3 separate regions of the Pelodiscus sinensis genome follow, and all the other regions are linked to region 1. Evidence: chromatin contacts called from public Hi-C data. All regions are on one chromosome and are shown on one strand. Each heading gives the region's core, a stretch centred on a gene start, on an enhancer-like site or on the middle of the called end of the contact. The rest is flanking DNA. Distances are from core to core; before and after follow the strand shown. Region 1 holds the start of POC1A (POC1 centriolar protein A). Region 2 holds the start of WDR82 (WD repeat domain 82). Region 3 holds the start of DUSP7 (dual specificity phosphatase 7).

Evidence for each region. A called contact is a pair of places that touch in the nucleus more often than the background predicts.
Region 2: a contact with region 1 is called in a Hi-C map of an unstated tissue, with 6 times the contacts expected there. The contact joins the promoter of WDR82 here to the promoter of POC1A in region 1. A contact is called at or near these places in 3 of 5 Hi-C or Micro-C datasets (liver and an unstated tissue).
Region 3: a Hi-C map of blood shows a contact between it and region 1, with 2.9 times the contacts expected there. The contact joins the promoter of DUSP7 here to the promoter of POC1A in region 1. A contact is called at or near these places in 3 of 5 Hi-C or Micro-C datasets (blood, liver and an unstated tissue).

Annotation. Positions count from the first base shown.
Region 1 is chr11:42,186,729-42,190,152 of ASM4963464v1, forward strand. It overlaps POC1A (POC1 centriolar protein A), which reads right to left and starts at 1,909. Exons shown (of 13, transcript XR_012906534.1): 1 at 1,664-1,909; 2 at 1,198-1,282.
Region 2 is chr11:42,424,709-42,428,132 of ASM4963464v1, forward strand. It overlaps WDR82 (WD repeat domain 82), which reads right to left and starts at 1,859. Exons shown (of 9, transcript XM_006127619.3): 1 at 1,409-1,859. The coding sequence starts at 1,569.
Region 3 is chr11:42,017,616-42,021,039 of ASM4963464v1, forward strand. It overlaps DUSP7 (dual specificity phosphatase 7), which reads right to left and starts at 1,863. Exons shown (of 3, transcript XM_006127639.2): 1 at 1-1,863.

The sequences.
Region 1 (3,424 bases), core at 659-3,158:
ACACTTACTGTGATGTGTAATGGAAGAGATACTCAATGGCAACTTACAGAAAAATATTGAAGAACAAACTTCTAAAATGGTGACAATTAAAATCTCTTTTCAAACTAACCCTATATTTAAACTGCAGAAGCTTCAGGGAGAAGTTAAATTTGCAGGTTTTCTTAAGCAAATAAAAGACAACAATTGTCTAGTTTGTATTTGTTTGCTTAAAAACAGTGGTATACAACGGTTGTATACAAATTTTAGAATGAAAACATACAAAACCCTAACATTATTTCCTTGTCAGAGCAGCAAGTGGGATATGTAAAACAGATGCCTAGAAAATAAAACATTGTTTTTTTAATACTAGGTTTAAATGCTAGGGTCATAATCACAAGCTTTTAGTTAATGTCAATTGTGGCAAAATACCAAATAGCTTTTGCTGGAAGCATCCTTTTATTTCACAGTCATTTCAAATAATAATAATAATAAAAAAAGCAGTTCTCTTTCTTGGAAAAGACTTAGGATTAATGTAGTCTCATTTCAGACAGAACGTTCCATTATTCATGTTTCTTTAAAGGGGAAAAAAATCATACATTTCCATTCAATGACTTTTTGACAGCAATACCTTTCCTTAAGCATGTTACGAATTTCAAGATGCTAGTCCTTGCTGTATTTGTATGTAGCTACCGAGCATCTCTACCATATTATTTCTTTGTTCACCACCTCTGCAACAGACATAGCAATTCTCTGCTGCGCTAAAAAGGACAGTTGGCCTTACTGGACATCTTGTCAATTTCTATGTGGTTCTCAGGAAAGAAAACTAATTCCAGTGCAATAAACTTAAAAAAAAAAAAAAGAATAGTCTGGTAGCACTTTAAAGACTAACAAAGGTATCATGCGCTTTCTGGGCACAGCCATGATGAGCAGTGGATGGAAAACAAGCCTCAGTTTAGTCACAGGAAGTAAGAGTGAAGCTTTACCATACAATGGTCTCAGAGTAAAGGGAGGCACACAAATATGTGAGACAGTGCAACACTCAGTGCTCAGTGTGTGTCAGGAATAGACACACACCCCCTTAAAAATGTCATTTCTAGAAGTTATTCTTCAGTGATCTGCAAGTGATTCTTTCTGTTTTGTACTCGGTGGCTTTTTTAATTACACTGCAAAAAGAAGAAACTTATCGGGGGACTCTCCGAGCACAAAAATATAATTTACCCAGTTGCTTCTTATTGAGACTGAAATCCACGCTAGTGACGGCATCTCGGTGGCCTTTAAAGTGTCTCTCCAGAGAGGGATCCTCCTGAATGGCAAGAGCACGGGCAAGCGTTACCGGTGACCGCTGCACAATACAAATACCCCCCCCCCCCCAGCCACCCACCCAGGCCAGGTTTCCAGGGGGGCAGGCCCCGCGCCGGGAGACACGGACAGGCCTGGCGTGTGCAAGGGGACAGAGGCGCACCGGGGGGGGGGGGGGGCAAGAGGGGCGGAACAGCGGCGGGCCGCGCTGCGCGTACTGCGACGGGGGCTCCCGCGGGGGCAGGGCCCGAGCTGCGGGGCCCGCGCGGCGCCAAGGGGCGGGGCGAGGCGCGAGCGGGGGGGGGGGGCGGCAGGGACCCCGCAAGGCGCGCGCCGCGCAACGGCCGGTCCCAGGGCGCGGCGCGACGGGCTGCCCGGCCCTTACCAGGCCGGCGGCGGCCATGGCGCGCGCGGCGGGGCCGGTCGTTCTGGCGGCCTCGGTTCGGTTTCCGCGCCTCCCCGGCCGCCTTGGCAACGGCGTCCGGCCCTTAAAGGGGAGGCCGGCTGGCGCTTCGCCTCCGACGGGAAAAGCGGCCCAGGCCTCGCGGGCCGTCGGGCCGGGGCGGGGCCATGGCGCGGGAGGGCCCGGTCCGCGGGAGCGCGCGGTGCCCGGCCTCCTCGAGCGCCCGCGGCGGCGTTCTGACAGCCGCGCTAGCTCCGCGCGCGCGCTCGCTCTCACAGTCAGTTCACGCGCACACACGTTCGCACACTTGCACTTCACGGGCGCTCAGTCACACACACAGTGCAACGGCCATGGCTGTGTCACACGTCCACCCTCATTTTAGACACAATTCACATGCACACCCGTTCACAACTCACGTGTACAAAATTCACATGCATGTGCTCCTACACATGCAAGTCGTGTTTATACATTTTCACACATGCACTATTTGCACACACAATTCACACGTGTACACAAATGTGATGAAAAATGTCTATTCATATTTGCTTGCATACCTGCACGTACCCACAAGGGCCACTGTAGCTGGTGCTTCCCTCTAATTGTGCCCCATGTTGTCACTACCTCCTAATTCCCTTGCCTGTATGCCATGCTGTGGCCTACCCCTAAGTCCCCCAAAATAATAAGGTTGCTTGGTGGAGGGGCAGCCCAGAAAATTGATGCTCACTCTGTATAGAACAGCAGCATTGCAAGCTTCCCTTAGTCATGATTCATCACTAATTTGAAAGGCTTCTCATAGTTGGAGGACAACTCATTTGTCCTCTTTTTAGCCACCAATGCAGCTGTAACAATAACATATAGGTCAGAAGTCAGCAACCTTCAGCACCTGAGGGGTAATCCACTGTTGGACCGTGAGACCTTTTGTTTACGTTGGCCATCTCTAGGCCCACTCCCAGTGGCCGCAGTTCACCATTCCCAGCCAATGGGAGCTGCGGGAAGCTGTGGCCAGCATGTCCCTGCAGCCTGCAGGTATGTTATGCATAGCTTCTCCTGCTGGCTAACCATTATAATACAGTTTCACATTCTATTACAAATACTAATGTTGACTGTTTTAAACTCACCTTACGATATTTGCCTTTTATTTTGAAATACTCCAAACTGAAGGAAAATCCAACTTCAAACAACCCACTAAAATATCCAGAGTAACAAAGAATGATAAAAAAAGCTAGTAAAAGAAATAAGAAATATATATAATCAATATATAACATCAATTGTTAAACTACTTGATGTGAGTTGGCCCCTAAGTAAATAAGATTGCCCAGGTATGGGAGAGGAGGGGGCTTTTTGTGCATAGGGTGGGCCCTAGCCTTTCAAAGAGTACATTAGAGCAGGCAGGAAATTGGTTTCTTATACCATGAGAGCTTTTGAAATATCTCCGCTGTGAAGAATTCCGTCAAAGACATCCCCTGGAGACTGTCACCTGATGTGTTGAAATCCCACGAGCCCACCTACCTGCCCTTTGGGGTGCCCCACCTTCCTAAGCTGCTGAGCCAGACCCTCCGGTCAACTCCAGCAATGGCACAGAGTTGGGGTCACAGCCCACAGCAGAGCAACACAGACACTGAGAACAGCTCAGTTCGGGAAGGTTCGGTCAAAGGGACTTGACAAAGCACCCAGGAGCACAGCCCCAGTGGGACCAGAACCCCCGATAAATCCGTCTTACTCTGTGTAAAGCCCTTTATCAAT
Region 2 (3,424 bases), core at 609-3,108, 240 kb after region 1:
TTTGAAAAATCCACTCAGAGAATGGAAAGATTTCTGTGATCAGTGAAAAGTCCTAAGCCATCAATTAATTGAGAAGTTTAACTCTCTTTAAACAAAAGACAGAACTACGTAGCACTTTAAAGACTAACAAGATGGTTTATTAGGTGATGAGCTTTCGTGGGCCAGACCCACTTCCTCAGATCAATATGTGGAAGAAAATCAGCACAACCATATATACCAAAGTGATACAATAAAAAAAGTGAACGCATGTGAAATTGACAAATCAAATTTTAGAACAGAATGGGGGTGAGGGTGGAAGGTAAGTTTCTGTGAGGTAGTGACATAGGGGTGATAATAGGGGAAGTTTCTGTGAGGTAATGACATTAGGAGTGATAATTAGGGAAGCTATCTTTGTAATGGGTGAGATAATTAGAGTATTTGTTTAAACCCATACATAAACTGTCAAATTTAAGCATGAATGAGGAAGTGGGTCTGGCCCAGGAAATCTCATCACCTAATAAACCATCTTGTTAGTCTTTAAAGTGCTACATAGTTCTGTCTTTTGTTTCAGCTACACCAGACTAACACGGCTGCATCGCTATCTCTTTAAACAAAATTCTAGCCTCATAGTTGTAAAAATAGTAACCATCCAAACATGAAGCAAAAGACTTCTTAACTACAATGCTACATTTAGAAGCTGTGAACCTCCACACTTTCGTCTCCACTGCTGGCAGTAACACTGAAAGTTTTAGTGTAGATGGACTCCAGTGCCCTTTCACAATGTAAGGCAAAATCTAATAAAAATAACCTTGTTCTCCCTGCTGTTGACGCTCCATTTGCAAATCCGAATTATTCTAACTTTTCAGTTTTATATGCTCGTTAGATAAAAAGCAGAGAGGGTTCCCTAGGCTGCAGACACACAATTACAACGTTTTCAACTACTGCTCAGAGCTCTGCCCCACAGCAGCACAGCCAAACACATCCGAATCTCTTGCCACCTTCACTTTTGCGACCAACGGCCTTGGTGCCAGAAGAAAAGCGAACCCAACAGGATGCCAGTTTCACTCAGCAGCTTCTACCTGGGGAACAACTTGAGCATCAGCATCGCAGGGGACTCGTCTCTGCACACTCAGGTGGTTGCCTTCCCCGCCTCCTAGTCTTTCGCATCAACCATTAGCTGGCAGCTTTAGCGCTCAGCCAGAGCTATTCTTCGGCCTTCCTGAGCCCGCCTTTTCTCCCTCACCTGGCCAGGCGGATATTCCCCGGGGACCGATCCCTCCTGCTGCCCTCGCCCAGCCCCCGGGAAGCAGCTCTCCGGGCAGCTCAAATATCACCTACCTGCACGGGAGGAGGCTCCCGCAGATGCCCCCCCTCCCCCACAGGCCGCCCCCTCCCCGACCTGCCCCCGGCGGCCCGCCCCGCCACTCACTTGCCCTCCTGGCAGTCGTAGAGCACGATGGAGTCGTCGTCGCTGCTGGAGATGACGGTCTCGCCGTTGGGGCTGAAGTCGAAGCAGTTGATCTTGTCCGAGTTCTCGCGGAAGACCTTGGCCACGCGGAAGCTCCGCAGCACGTTGTCCGTTAGCTTCATGCCGCGGGGGAGGGGCGGCGGGCGCGAGCGGGGCCTGAGGGAGCCGGGCCGGGGCCCAGCGGGAGCCGGGCACGGAGGACGCCGGGGAGCGAGGGAGCCGGGCGGCGGCCTGGGGCCCGGGAAGCGGCGGCGAAGGGGAGGCGGGCGGGGGCCTGGAGCACGCGAGACTGGGGCAGGCGGCTTCGGCGCGGGCGGGCGGGCAGCGCCCTCAGGCGGGGCCGGCTCAGGCTGCGGAGAGGCGGCTCCTGCTCATTGTGTCCGCCATCTTCCTGCTACAGGGACACCGCGGGGGGAGGAGGGGGCGGCAGCGGTGCATTGTGGGGAGGAGGGGGGCTTGTGAGACAGCGGAGGAGAGGAGAGCGGAGGAGCAGCGCATTGTGGGATTGGCGAGGCGGGAGGGCTGGAGGGAGCAGTGCATTGTGGGATGCCGACAGGCGGGGGGCCTCGGGATGGGGACTTGGACCAGCAGTGCATTGTGGGACTCCGGACGGGGACGTCATCCACCTCCGGCTGGCCCCGGCGGCCATTTTGTGTGTGGCGGGAGCCCTACTTCTCCCCCCTCCCCGGGGCGGGACAGACGTGTGATGGCTGCAGTAGCCCCTCCGTGGGGAAGCTACGCTAGAGGAGAGGCCGCCTGCGAGGAATGGCCCAGGGTCGTACAGCAGTAGCTAGGCCCGCGTCACTGAGCTCCCTTCCCGCCCTATTCCCTGGGCCACTAACCTGCCCTCTCCTCAGTACTAATGCAGCCCTAAAGCTGGCCACTAACCTGCAAGCCTGGACACCGGGCTCTTGGCTCTCAACACGGGAACCTTGCAGCCTCCTCCAACAAGGTTCCCGTCTCTCTCACCAGCAGGGCTGTTGGTCCAACAGAGGATAGTACTTCAGCCACCTTGTCTCTGGAGCTCAGGAGGCAGGCTGGTTCGCTGCCTTGGAAGAGTCACAGGCCTCCATATTCAGAGGTTGCTACTGGTATCAGGGAGCCTACGTGAAATCAGTGGGAGCTGCAGGCATTTAAGCACTTCTAGAAAGTATTGCCCTGGGGTCTGAAGTCAGGGTCCAAACATACAGGCACCCTTCTTTAGGAAAAAAGTGGCCATTTCTGTAGCCTAGTTTCCTCCTCTGTAAAAAGGGCTTAATGATAGCAATTCACCTTCATGAAGTACTCTGAGATCTACAACTGAAAAGGACAGGGAGTTGCACTTCTTATTTAAATCACTGCTCAGTTTAATTTGTGATCTACCCTAATTACATTGGGGCTCCATTCCTACTAATTTGTTACATTTCAGACATATCAGTCTGCTATTATTTTCCTACTAACTGTTTAAAGTAAGGGAGGGGACTTCAAACTGATGTAATTCTTGTTTACCTAAGGAAAACATGCAAAGGAAAGAAGAGGCATCAAACTACTGGCATGATGTCATTTCCAGCCACTATGTTGAAAGCTGGCAAGTCTGCAGCGGGAAGTTTCTTCAGAGGGTAGGATGTTCCCTATAATTGATTTATATAGAGAAAATATTCTGGACTAGTATCGCTCTGTGATCTTTACACTTATTCACTCTATTTTCCTTCCTTCTCCTTTACAGAAAAGACAGTGTTTGTCTCTTTCCTAGGGTCTGATCTAAAACCCACTGTGGACTTTGAACAAAGCCTCTAGTACTTCCAAGACTGCTATCACAATCATGATGCAAATAAAATAAGTCCTGTGGCACTTTAAAGACTAATAGATTTATTTGGACATAAGCTTTTGTATGTAAAAATGGGGTGGAAATCACAGACATTGATTGATTGATTGATTGATTTAGTATATCAATCTCCTAAGCTCTGTGACTTCCACCCCATGCCTCTGACAAAGTGG
Region 3 (3,424 bases), core at 613-3,112, 170 kb before region 1:
CCCGCAAGGCGCTGCTGCTGCTGCCGGCTCGCGTTCTCCCCTGGCGGGCTGGCTGCGCCGCCTGACAGCCTCAATTAAAAAGGGGCTTCGCCAGCCGAGCGGCGTGTCACGCTGCGGGAGGCGGGGCCGGGGAGGGAGAGGGAGCAGCCCAGAGGCCTTAAAGGGGCCGCGGGGCTCTCCCGCTGCCCGGCTGCGGCGCGGCTGCCCCCAGCCCGGGTGTCTCCGCCTTGTGGAAAACACCCCCCGGGGTCCCCCGCCCTCCGCGGCAACCACGCGGCTCCAGAATAGCTGCAGCGCGGGGGAGCCTGGAGGGGAGGCGAGGCGTTTCCAGCCCGCTGCGAGCGAGTGCCTGGCCCAGGAGCGAGCCTCGAGCTTGTTCCACCCGCTCTCTTCCCCGCATGGGGAAGGCGCCGGGCTCCGGGAGGCGGCGGATCGGCAGTAGGGGACCCCCTGGAGCCTAAGAGGAGATTTTCAGCCTTAAGCGCGGACAGGAAAATAAACTGGCTGCTCCACCAAAGGGCGGGAGGGATGAACGGGCACCTCGCCCGGTTACTCGGGTGACTCTAGCGCTCACAGCCCGCAGCCCCCTCCGCGGCAGAGTAGTGGGATCGCTGGTCATTCGCGGGGCGGCTGCTGCACCTCGCCCGTTGTTCGGGCTCTTGGGACATGCCCTGAAGCCGTCCCCTCTTTCTACCGCCATAATCAGCCTTGCCCCTTGCCTTGCGCACGCTCTAACCAAAACTCAGCCCCCTTGTTCTCTCCAACGCATCCCAGAGCCTGCGCGGCTCCAAACCTCCCCCGAGCTAAGAAGCCGCAAGAGGAGTGCTACAGCACCCCGAAGTGATGGACCGAGGGCAGCAATCGCTATGCCACTGCAGGACAGAGCGCGACTGATTTACCGCTCGCTAGAAATTAGGTTTACACCCGTCTAACTAAAGTGGTGCGGGGTCACTCCTGATTAACACTAGCGAGTGGAAAATCGGGCCCAGGCTACTATTGAATCGGGCTACTATTGAAGCCGGGCGGTATGTGAGCCTGGCCGTCCTAAAGGTACCAGCAGCACCCATGCTCGGTTACATCCTGCACAAATGAAGGGACTGGCTGCCCTGCCACTGGCCGATTCCGCTGATCTTGGCAGGGAGGAAGCATTGCAATGCCCCGAGGGGGCGGAGGCAGGAACCTCGGACATTATTGGTAGCTGGATTCAAAAATTAAACCCACAGTTCAACACCAGCGCTGAGCCCACACAACACCACGTCCCGGGCAATGAGCCCTTTAAACAGCTTCACAAGCTAAGCCCCTGATTGACAAGCTCGCTGCCACCACGTGACTTTTTCGCTTGAAGAAAAAAAAAGTCTCTCCCCTCTCCCTCCTCGTTGGTTCGCTGAGTCAATGAGACGCTCCAGTAGGCGGCGATGGAACGCGACAGGCCCTATCCGGTGGGAGAGGGGCGGGGCGTTTGGAACGTGGTGTATCTGATTGCTAATCGCAAAGCGCGGGAAGGGGGCAGGCTCAGAGGAGGTGAATGGAGCCGCAGGTAGAGCTGAAACTTGAATGTCATGAGCCGCATGCGCAAGGGCCGGGGCTGCCTTGCAATTGATCAAAGCAGCAGCAGGAGCCGCGCCGCCTGTCATTTGCCTTCATTGTGAGCCCCGCTGCTCAGGGTTTCATTCTCGTCTTGCTCAAGCTGAAGAGCGAGCACACACCGGGGGGAGAGGGGGGTTGTTGGAGAGACACAGGCACTGCAGCTACTGCTGGCTGGGCACAGTCATTGTCATTCCATGGTGCGACGCCCTGTGTCTGACTCCACGCCGCCCCTGCCACAAGAGAAAAAACCGATCCTGCCCCAAACCTCTCCTCCCTCTCACCCTTTTCTAAACCCAGGCCACAGTGCTTGTGAGTGAACAAAAAAATTCATTTTCAGGGTAAAGTTTGAGAGAGAACATTTTTATATTTGAATCCATGTCTCTTGCCAGACGAGTCTGGTGTCTTGCTTCTCAGCACCCACCAGCAGGGATATCAACTTTACAAAATGTAAAAATAATGGGAGGAATGATCCTGTTTTCTTTCAATTTTTGGTATAAAGTCTTCCACTTACAGATCAGACATGCTGTATATTTTTACACACATTTGTTCTGTTTTCATAGGCTATGTCTACACAGCTGCCTTATTTTGGAATAGCTGATGTTATTCTGAAATAACTAGAGTGGCTACACAGCAAGCCATTATTTCAAAGTAATGGTGAGCTGGAGGACTTCTTACTCAGACTTCTGTAACCCTCATTTCATGAGTAAGAAGGGCAGTTGAATGCAATTGATGTGTGGAATTCATCTATGCAACTTCAGCTTTGTACCCTGCTGTGTAGACATGCCCATACAGACCAGTTCTTCTCTCATAGTCAATTTCCAAATTCCCATTAACTTCACTGGCAATAGGATGGACCCTCTAAATCTGGAGTGGACATAATCTGTTGTCAACAACCTATTGTATTCAGGGCCACATTATGACTTTCGTGGGCCCTAGGCACTTTTGCCTTCATGGGCCCCTTCCGCCATAAAAAAATATATATATATAAAAAATTATTTTTGATATAACTTTAAATACTTCAAAATTTTATTTTTTTTTCTCTTTTAGGCAAAATTTAAAAGAGTTTCATGGGCCCTAAAAGTTTCATTTTTTTCTGATGTGAGAAAAAAATTTAAACACTTTCTTCGACCCTAAATGTTCATTTTTTTTCTTCTGATTTTAAAAGAAATTAAAACATTTTCGTGGGCCCCTAAAAGTATCGTGGGCCCTAGGCACTGTGCCTACTGTGCCTAATGGATAAGTCAGCCCTGATTGTATTACATATTCTGAAGAGTGTGTTTATTTTGCACAAATAAAGTCATACTTCACGATCACCTACAGAAACCAAAGTTTGCATAAACAATCCTGCCACTTAAATTACCTGAATGCCCTACTTTTTTTTGCACTGAAACATGCTGGGTGAAAGGCTTAAATAATTATTTTTGTTTTTCATTGGAAAGAAGTCACGACTATTTGATTAGAACTCATAAAAATATTTGCTAACAAAATTAAAATTGAGTCACCTATTCAACTGTCATTTTCGCTCAAAGAACATTTTTGCTGACACAAACTCACAAAATAATTCAAATTAGTTACGGAAAGAGTAATGGAAGCTTTACATATTTGTGATTCAAATTTAACCTAGTCTATGGTAATAATTCGATAAAATGAGTAATGTTAGAAGTCAAAATCCTGCAATTCAAAACTGCTCTTTTACTTCCTTTTTGCCAAGCACATTAATACAAAATTCTATTGCATATATTTAATATACTGAACTTTCCTGTAAGTGTAATCTAAGCAAAATGACTTTGCCCGCTCAACAATGGGTGTTCTATATTTTTCTAGCAAATAATGCTAG